2 separate regions of the Mus musculus genome follow, and region 1 is linked to region 2. Evidence: chromatin contacts called from public promoter capture Hi-C data. All regions are on one chromosome and are shown on one strand. Each heading gives the region's core, a stretch centred on a gene start, on an enhancer-like site or on the middle of the called end of the contact. The rest is flanking DNA. Distances are from core to core; before and after follow the strand shown. Region 1 overlaps Trip10 (thyroid hormone receptor interactor 10). Region 2 overlaps Acsbg2 (acyl-CoA synthetase bubblegum family member 2).

What was found. Capture Hi-C pulls out chosen DNA fragments and counts their contacts.
Region 1: a contact with region 2 is called in a promoter capture Hi-C map of adipose tissue. The contact joins two enhancer-like sites. A contact is called at or near these places in 1 of 39 promoter capture datasets (maxillary cranial neural crest), 2 of 115 datasets of contacts at active chromatin or transcription factors (embryonic hindbrain and embryonic stem cells) and 1 of 9 other capture datasets (adipose tissue).

Annotation. Positions count from the first base shown.
Region 1 is chr17:57,258,304-57,261,355 of GRCm38.p6, reverse strand. Trip10 (thyroid hormone receptor interactor 10) reads right to left here. Exons shown (of 15, transcript NM_001242389.1): 12 at 1-66. Among named protein-coding and RNA genes, the nearest start is that of Trip10, 10 kb to the right of the region's middle. Within about 2 kb of position 1,350, at least 26 of the 459 cell types and tissues checked have an H3K27ac peak or open chromatin away from gene starts, as enhancers often do. A contact at or near this core is called in adipose tissue, where this site is marked.
Region 2 is chr17:56,856,983-56,860,259 of GRCm38.p6, reverse strand. It overlaps Acsbg2 (acyl-CoA synthetase bubblegum family member 2), which reads left to right. Exons shown (of 15, transcript NM_001039114.1): 7 at 3,232-3,277. Among named protein-coding and RNA genes, the nearest start is that of Acsbg2, 16 kb to the left of the region's middle. Within about 2 kb of position 1,834, at least 6 of the 459 cell types and tissues checked have an H3K27ac peak or open chromatin away from gene starts, as enhancers often do. A contact at or near this core is called in adipose tissue, where this site is marked.

The DNA of each region.
Region 1 (3,052 bases), core at 101-2,600, 400 kb before region 2:
AAGCTGGCAGGGTCCCCCATTTGTGGTGTTTTCTCATATACATCTTTCATCTTCTTCAGGGCCTCCCTGCGACAGGACAGAGACAGACAGACAGACAGACAGGAAAGAAGGAAAACACACACTCTTATGACTTACCAAGTAAAAATCCAGGCTCAAGGAGAGGCAAGACTCTGGGGATAGAGACAAATGTCTCTGTGTCCCTGCGCTGAGCTGGAGGATAGCAGGTTTAAGGTCAGCCTCTGCTACAACACTGAGTTCAAGGCCAACCCAGGCAACTTAGTGAGACTCTGTCTCAAAAAGATCAAAACAAGACTATAGTTGACCTCAGTGGGTAACCCAAGCACATAAGCGAGAAGACCTGAGTTCAATCCCTAGTGCCCAGGTCAAAAGCCAGGCATGGTGTCATACACTTGTAATCCCAGCATCAAGGAGGCAGAGACAGAAAGACTAAACCAGCCACTCTAGTTACATCTGAGCAGCATGTCAGTTAAAGACCCTGTCTCAACAAAACAAGGCCGACAGGGGAGATGGCTTTGTGGGTAAGAGCACTTGATGCATCAGTCTAAGGACATGAGTTTGAATCCCCAGCACCCATGTAAAAAATCAGTGCAGCTCACATGGGTGCCTATAACTCAAGTGCTGTGCAGGACAGAGCTAGGAAGAGGCAACGACTAAGAGACCTGCTGGCCATGAGAGCAGCTGCTGGTTCAGTGAGAGACCTTATCTCAAGGGAATGTGCTAGAGAGATGGAACAGCCATCAGTGAGACCCTCTGACCTCCATGTGCACAGCTAGCTACACGTGCTCATACACATACAGGCTGCATACACACCCACAGAGGAAACTCCCAGCACCTGAGGAGCCGCTCTCAAGGTCGGCCTGTGGCCACCGCAAGCATGACTGACCACACACGTGAAATAAACAAACAAGCCAGGCACGGGTGGAAGACTAAAGTTCCAAGGCAACCTGGAAAAGTTAGCAAGACCCCGTTCTCGAAATAAAATATGAAAGTAAGGGGCCAGCAAGATGGTTCGGCAGATGAAAGCACCTGCAACCAAGCCTAATGACCTGAGTTCCATCCCTGGGCCACATGTAGTAGAAAGAGAGAACCCACCGACTCCAGCGAGCTGTCCTCCGACTTCTGCATAGGAGCCATATCATGGGTAAGCCCATCCACAAAATAAGAGAATGAATAAAAACACGATAAAAGATAAAATAAATCAACTGAAAAGCCAGCTGTTTTTTTACTCTCGGCAGGCAGATGCTTCACGCCACTATAAACACCCAGGCTGCATGCAGTTCCAAGCACGGCTTCTGTCCCATGACTTCCATTCTGTGGAGAAGGCCACATGTGAGCAGCCAAACAGAATTTGGCCAGCCACCTGCTAACAAGTGGCAAGCGTCACTGCTGTTATATAAGGAGGCTGGGCAGAGGATTTTGTTGCTTGGAAAGAATGACTAAAGAGTTCCTTGTCCTTTTCAATCTGGCAGATTTTTCACGTTAATATTTTGGGTTTCGGCATTAGATAACTCGGCTCTCCTTTTCCTCCTATCAAGACGGTGACTCAGACTGACTGAGCTCCTGATGGTGATTAGACAGTGAGCTGTCTTGGCATTAATGGGGGAAGGCTCTCTGGAATGGGCATTTTGTTTTATTTTGCAGTCTACTAAAAACTTTGAAACTGAGTCTAGGTGCCAGTTTTGTCATTCCAGCTACTTGGGAAACTGAGGCAGGAGAATTCAAAGTTCCAGACCAGCCTCGGCAATTTACCCAGATCTAGTCTCTAAATAAGAATTATAAAAACAAATAAAGCTGGGCGGTGGTGGTGCACACCTTTAATCCCAGCACCTAGGAGGCAGAGGCTGGTGGATCTATGAAGTTTAAAAGGCCAGTCTGGTGTATGGAGCAAGTTCTAGGACAGACAGCGCTACACACAGTAACCCTGTCTTGGGGTGGGCATAGGGAGTTTAAAAAAAAAGAGAGAGAGAGGGCTGGGGGGCATGGTCAGGGGTTGAATCGTTGTCAAGAGTCCCCCAGTGAGAGGCTGAGGGCGTGGTTAGGAACGTATCACACCCCCCCCCCTTTCATGTCCCCTACCCCTAGAATCCCCTAGTGCTGTTAAGGGCAGCTCCTAGACTACAGAGAACAATCCTGTCTTAGAAACTATATTCAACAGTTTGTTGTGGCAAAGTATATATTACCATAAGCTGGCTATTCTTTAATTTACCTATTTGCTTATTCATTTCTTATCATACATGCCACGGCACCTGTTTGAAATGGGTTCTCTCCTTCCACCATCTGAGTTCAAACTAAGGACTTCAGGCTTACGTGACAAGTACCTGTAGCCACTGAGTCAGATCACTGTGGGGACCAGTAATTTTCTTGTCTTTTGCTCAGTGATGCGTGGAAAGAGACCGCACAAAGGGCTCACCAGATTCCATCCGCTGGAGTGATTTACAGGAAATGGAAAATAAAGGACTCTTTCCAGCTTTTATGCTTTTGTTCTTCACTGCTATTGTTTCGAGACAGTGTCTCAAGAAGCCCAGACTGGCTTCGAACTTAGGATTCTCCTGCCTCTGGCTCTGGAATGCAGAGAATTACAGACACAGGCTACCACACCTAGCTATATGGCAGGAATCTCCTTTAAAAACCATCAGACGTGGCCGAGGAGATGGCTTCAGCCAATAGTGTTCACTGCACAGGCACAAGGCAGGACTCTGATTCCCAGCTCCATTGTACAAAGCCTGGCATGAGACTTCATATTTGTAATCCCAGCATTGGGTGAGTGGTCAATCATTGGCCAATCAGCCTAGGCTACTCAGCAAGCCCAGGTCCCAGTGAGAGACCCTGACTCAAAGAAAAAAAAAATGTCAAGTGAAGCCAGTGTGGTGGTGTAGGTCCTTAATGCCATCACTTGACATCTCTGTGCTTTCAAGACCAGCCTGGTCTATATAGTGATGTCCAGGCCAGCCAGGGCCACTTGGTGAGACCTAGTCGAGGCCCCGAGGCCTTACACTATTACTGATGCTATGGTGTGCTCACAAACAGGAGC
Region 2 (3,277 bases), core at 585-3,084:
TAACACTTAAGACCTAACTTCCGCACAATTTCTGAATGTACAACTCATTATTTTAATATTATACTTATGTCTAAGTCATTAATAGGTTTGTCTGTCATAGTGATGCAGATTTAGGCCAGATCAGAGCAGACGAAAAGCTGATAAATGTAGGGTTTGTTTGTTTTTTTAAAAGATTTCTTTACTTATTATTATACATAAGTGCACTGTCACTGTCTTCAGACACACCAGAAGAGGGCATCAGATCTCATTACAGGTGGTTATGAGCCACCATGTGGCTGCTGGGAATTGAACTCAGGACCTTCGGAAAAGCAGTCAGTGCTCTTACCCACTGAGCCATCTCACCAGCCAATAAATGCAGATTTAATTGGCACAAGTCTTGGGTGGGTTCACCAGCCCCATTGTCTGGGGCTGCTGCAGTCATGCACATGGGCTAAGACAGGGAGGTTTTATAGTTCCCAGGTGAGGGCTGATGGGGTGTCAGCCAGGAGCTGGAGGAAGTGATAATATCTTTAGTATAAATTTAGCAGTGAAATAATTGGTAGCTGTATTTCTTTAACCTTATGCTATCCGCCTATAACCACACATAAAAACATTTATTTATTTAAAACTGCACCTCAATAGCTGAACAGTTAGATGATCTATCTTTACTTTCTGTGCTCATCTGGCTACCTCCATCCCCATCCCAGGATACTGGCATGTTAGTGTTGATCTGACTCTTTGGGCTTCAGGTGTGTTTCAGCGATCTCTCTCTCTCTCCGTACCTCTTCCTTGTAGCTCCAAACCTCCATCCTCCTTGCTGATCTGAGTCTCCCTCTCTCTTTCCTCTGGCTGGCAGATCTCCCGTCCTAGTCTCCTATTCTGCCCAGCCATTGGGTGATCAGCATGTATTAACAAGGCTGAGAATAAATGGTAAGAATTGTTCACACAATGTTGAGAAGGGAGATTCTTAACATAAGCATTACCATACCGTTCAATCTGTCCTGACTAAAACGAGATGTGAGGGCAGAGAAAATCAGCATTTGAATAACACAAGGGTTAATTTTACACTGTGTGAAGAATGTTTCGCTTACAAGCTGGGGTTGTGCCTGAGTATGGTCAGAAGCTGGGCTCCTCCTGGGCGGGCACTTGAGTGGCCTGCCGTATCAGAACAGCTAGTTACATCGGCTGCCAGAAATGCGGAACTGAGCTTTTGGCTCAGAGCTTTTCAGTGAAAGATGGGTTGGGGGAAAGAGGGCAGATAGGGTTTCCCAGCTTGTGCAGGGGCAAGCAGCAGGCTCCAACCAAACAGTCATAATGTATTATAATTTTATTTTTGGCTATTTTTAGCTACATGTATTAAGATTTGTAAATGTTTCCTCTAGCTGCTGGGTCTTTCAGGCACCAGATCACAAGCACCGGTCATTTGAGGTCTTGTGTCACTACAGCAACAGTATCCTAAGTCTTGGATCACTTTAAAATTCATCTTTGAAGCAAGGCTGGGGACACAGGCCTGCCATCCTAACTACTAGGAAGGTTGAGCCAGGCCTGTTTAAGGCCAGCATGAGCAACTATTAAGACCCTCTACTAAAATAAATAGGCCTGGGGGTGTGGCTCAGAATAATAGCACTGCTGCCTAGAAACCCCCAGTGAGGGGCTGGGGTGTGGCTGTCTGGTGTCTCCTTGCCTAGTGTGTGATTCTTGGTTCAACCTTAAGGATGTGTTTCAAGGGGAAAGAAAAAACAAAAACCTCCTTAGAGGTATCCTTACCACATTCTTCAGTCTTGAGACTGTTGAGTTTGGGGCAGAGGATGGAAGCGATAGTCCTAGAGCAGTGGTTCTGGCCTCCAGCCACTAGGTGGCAGCAGCATCCTCCCCATAGTAACTGGCAAGTCAATAAATAGGTTATGCCACGATCCCTATGGATGAGAGTGCCTCTCAGTGGGGACACCGACTGGGGATGATTCTGTTACATACCATGGCATCCACCTACTCTGCAATGGATTAGAGACCCTATAAAATTTCAGTGGAGATAGATATGGATACGTACCCCAGGCTAGTCTTGAATTCGTAGCCCAGGCTAGCCTAAAACTTGATAGCAACCTGCCTAGGCCTCCTGTGTGATGGGATTTAGTCTTGCCAGTCTTAGGATTCAGTGTAGGGATGGAACCCTCTTGTTAGGCCCAGTGCCCCAGTCCTCTCAGCTGCCCCCTTTGAACCTAAAAGATGCCATTGCTTTCACACAACAAAAGCCCAACCCAAATGTCTTGAGCCAGAGAGGTCATTTGTCAGTCTCTTTACAGCTCAGAATGTGGGCTTCACACAGGGCTGCAACCAGGAGTTCCCACCCTCTGGGTGTTTTGTCACTAATCTCCTGGCTCTTCAGACCCCTCCCATTCCCACCAATGATCCTGTGGCCACATCTGTAGTGACAAGTCTAGGCAATAGGAAATCTTCATGTGCTGCTAACTTCTTCATCTTCACTGCGACTGAAGTCATATGCCCCAAATTCTGGCTAATCACTGGCACCTAGACTGATGAAAAATACTTGGCTTCATCCAATCAGGGATGACTTCTTGGGCAGGGGTGGAGTCAGAGCCATCTAGTTGGCAACTCAGAAGTTGGGGAAGCCATGAGACTTGAACTCAGGAAAGGGATGAGAGCTCTTTTCAAGGGCCAGTACCTCCTGGAGGGGCCAGCCTTCAAGAGGACTTGGCAGGTAAAGTGGCTTGCTGACAAACCTGGTGACCTGGAGCTTGGTCCGGGGAACTCACACAATCAGTGGAAGGAGAGAGCTGACTTCTATACATGATTCCCAAATAAGTAATTAAATTTAAGTCTAAAAATCTTCTGTTTAAGCTATTTGAGGGACAGGCTTTTGTTATTTACAGCTGGTATTGTCTTTAAGGATTGCAGATACACTAGAGGGCTGGGTCAGGAGAGAGCAGCTGCTTGCCCAAGACCACAGCACAGTCAGTCAGTCACTTTTTGGGACTACCCAAAGAAAGGGCTAGCTTTCTGCATTATAGAAAAGGCCTGTCTGAGCTCACAGGCCCATCAGTGCACAGGCAGTGGTCAGAAGCTAGCCAGGGTGGAACGGGGCATTTCTGAGAGCTCTCCCAACCCTTGGTCCTTCTGCCAACCTCCGCTGGCAACCTGCCTTGGGGTGAGCCCACTGGAGTCAGGGTGAGTCAGGCTAGAGTCTGAGCACGAGCCAGCTGGGTCCCCACCCTCTACCCACCTTCCCATCCACAGTGGAATGACTTCATGGAGCTAGGGAATGACATCCCAAATATCCAGC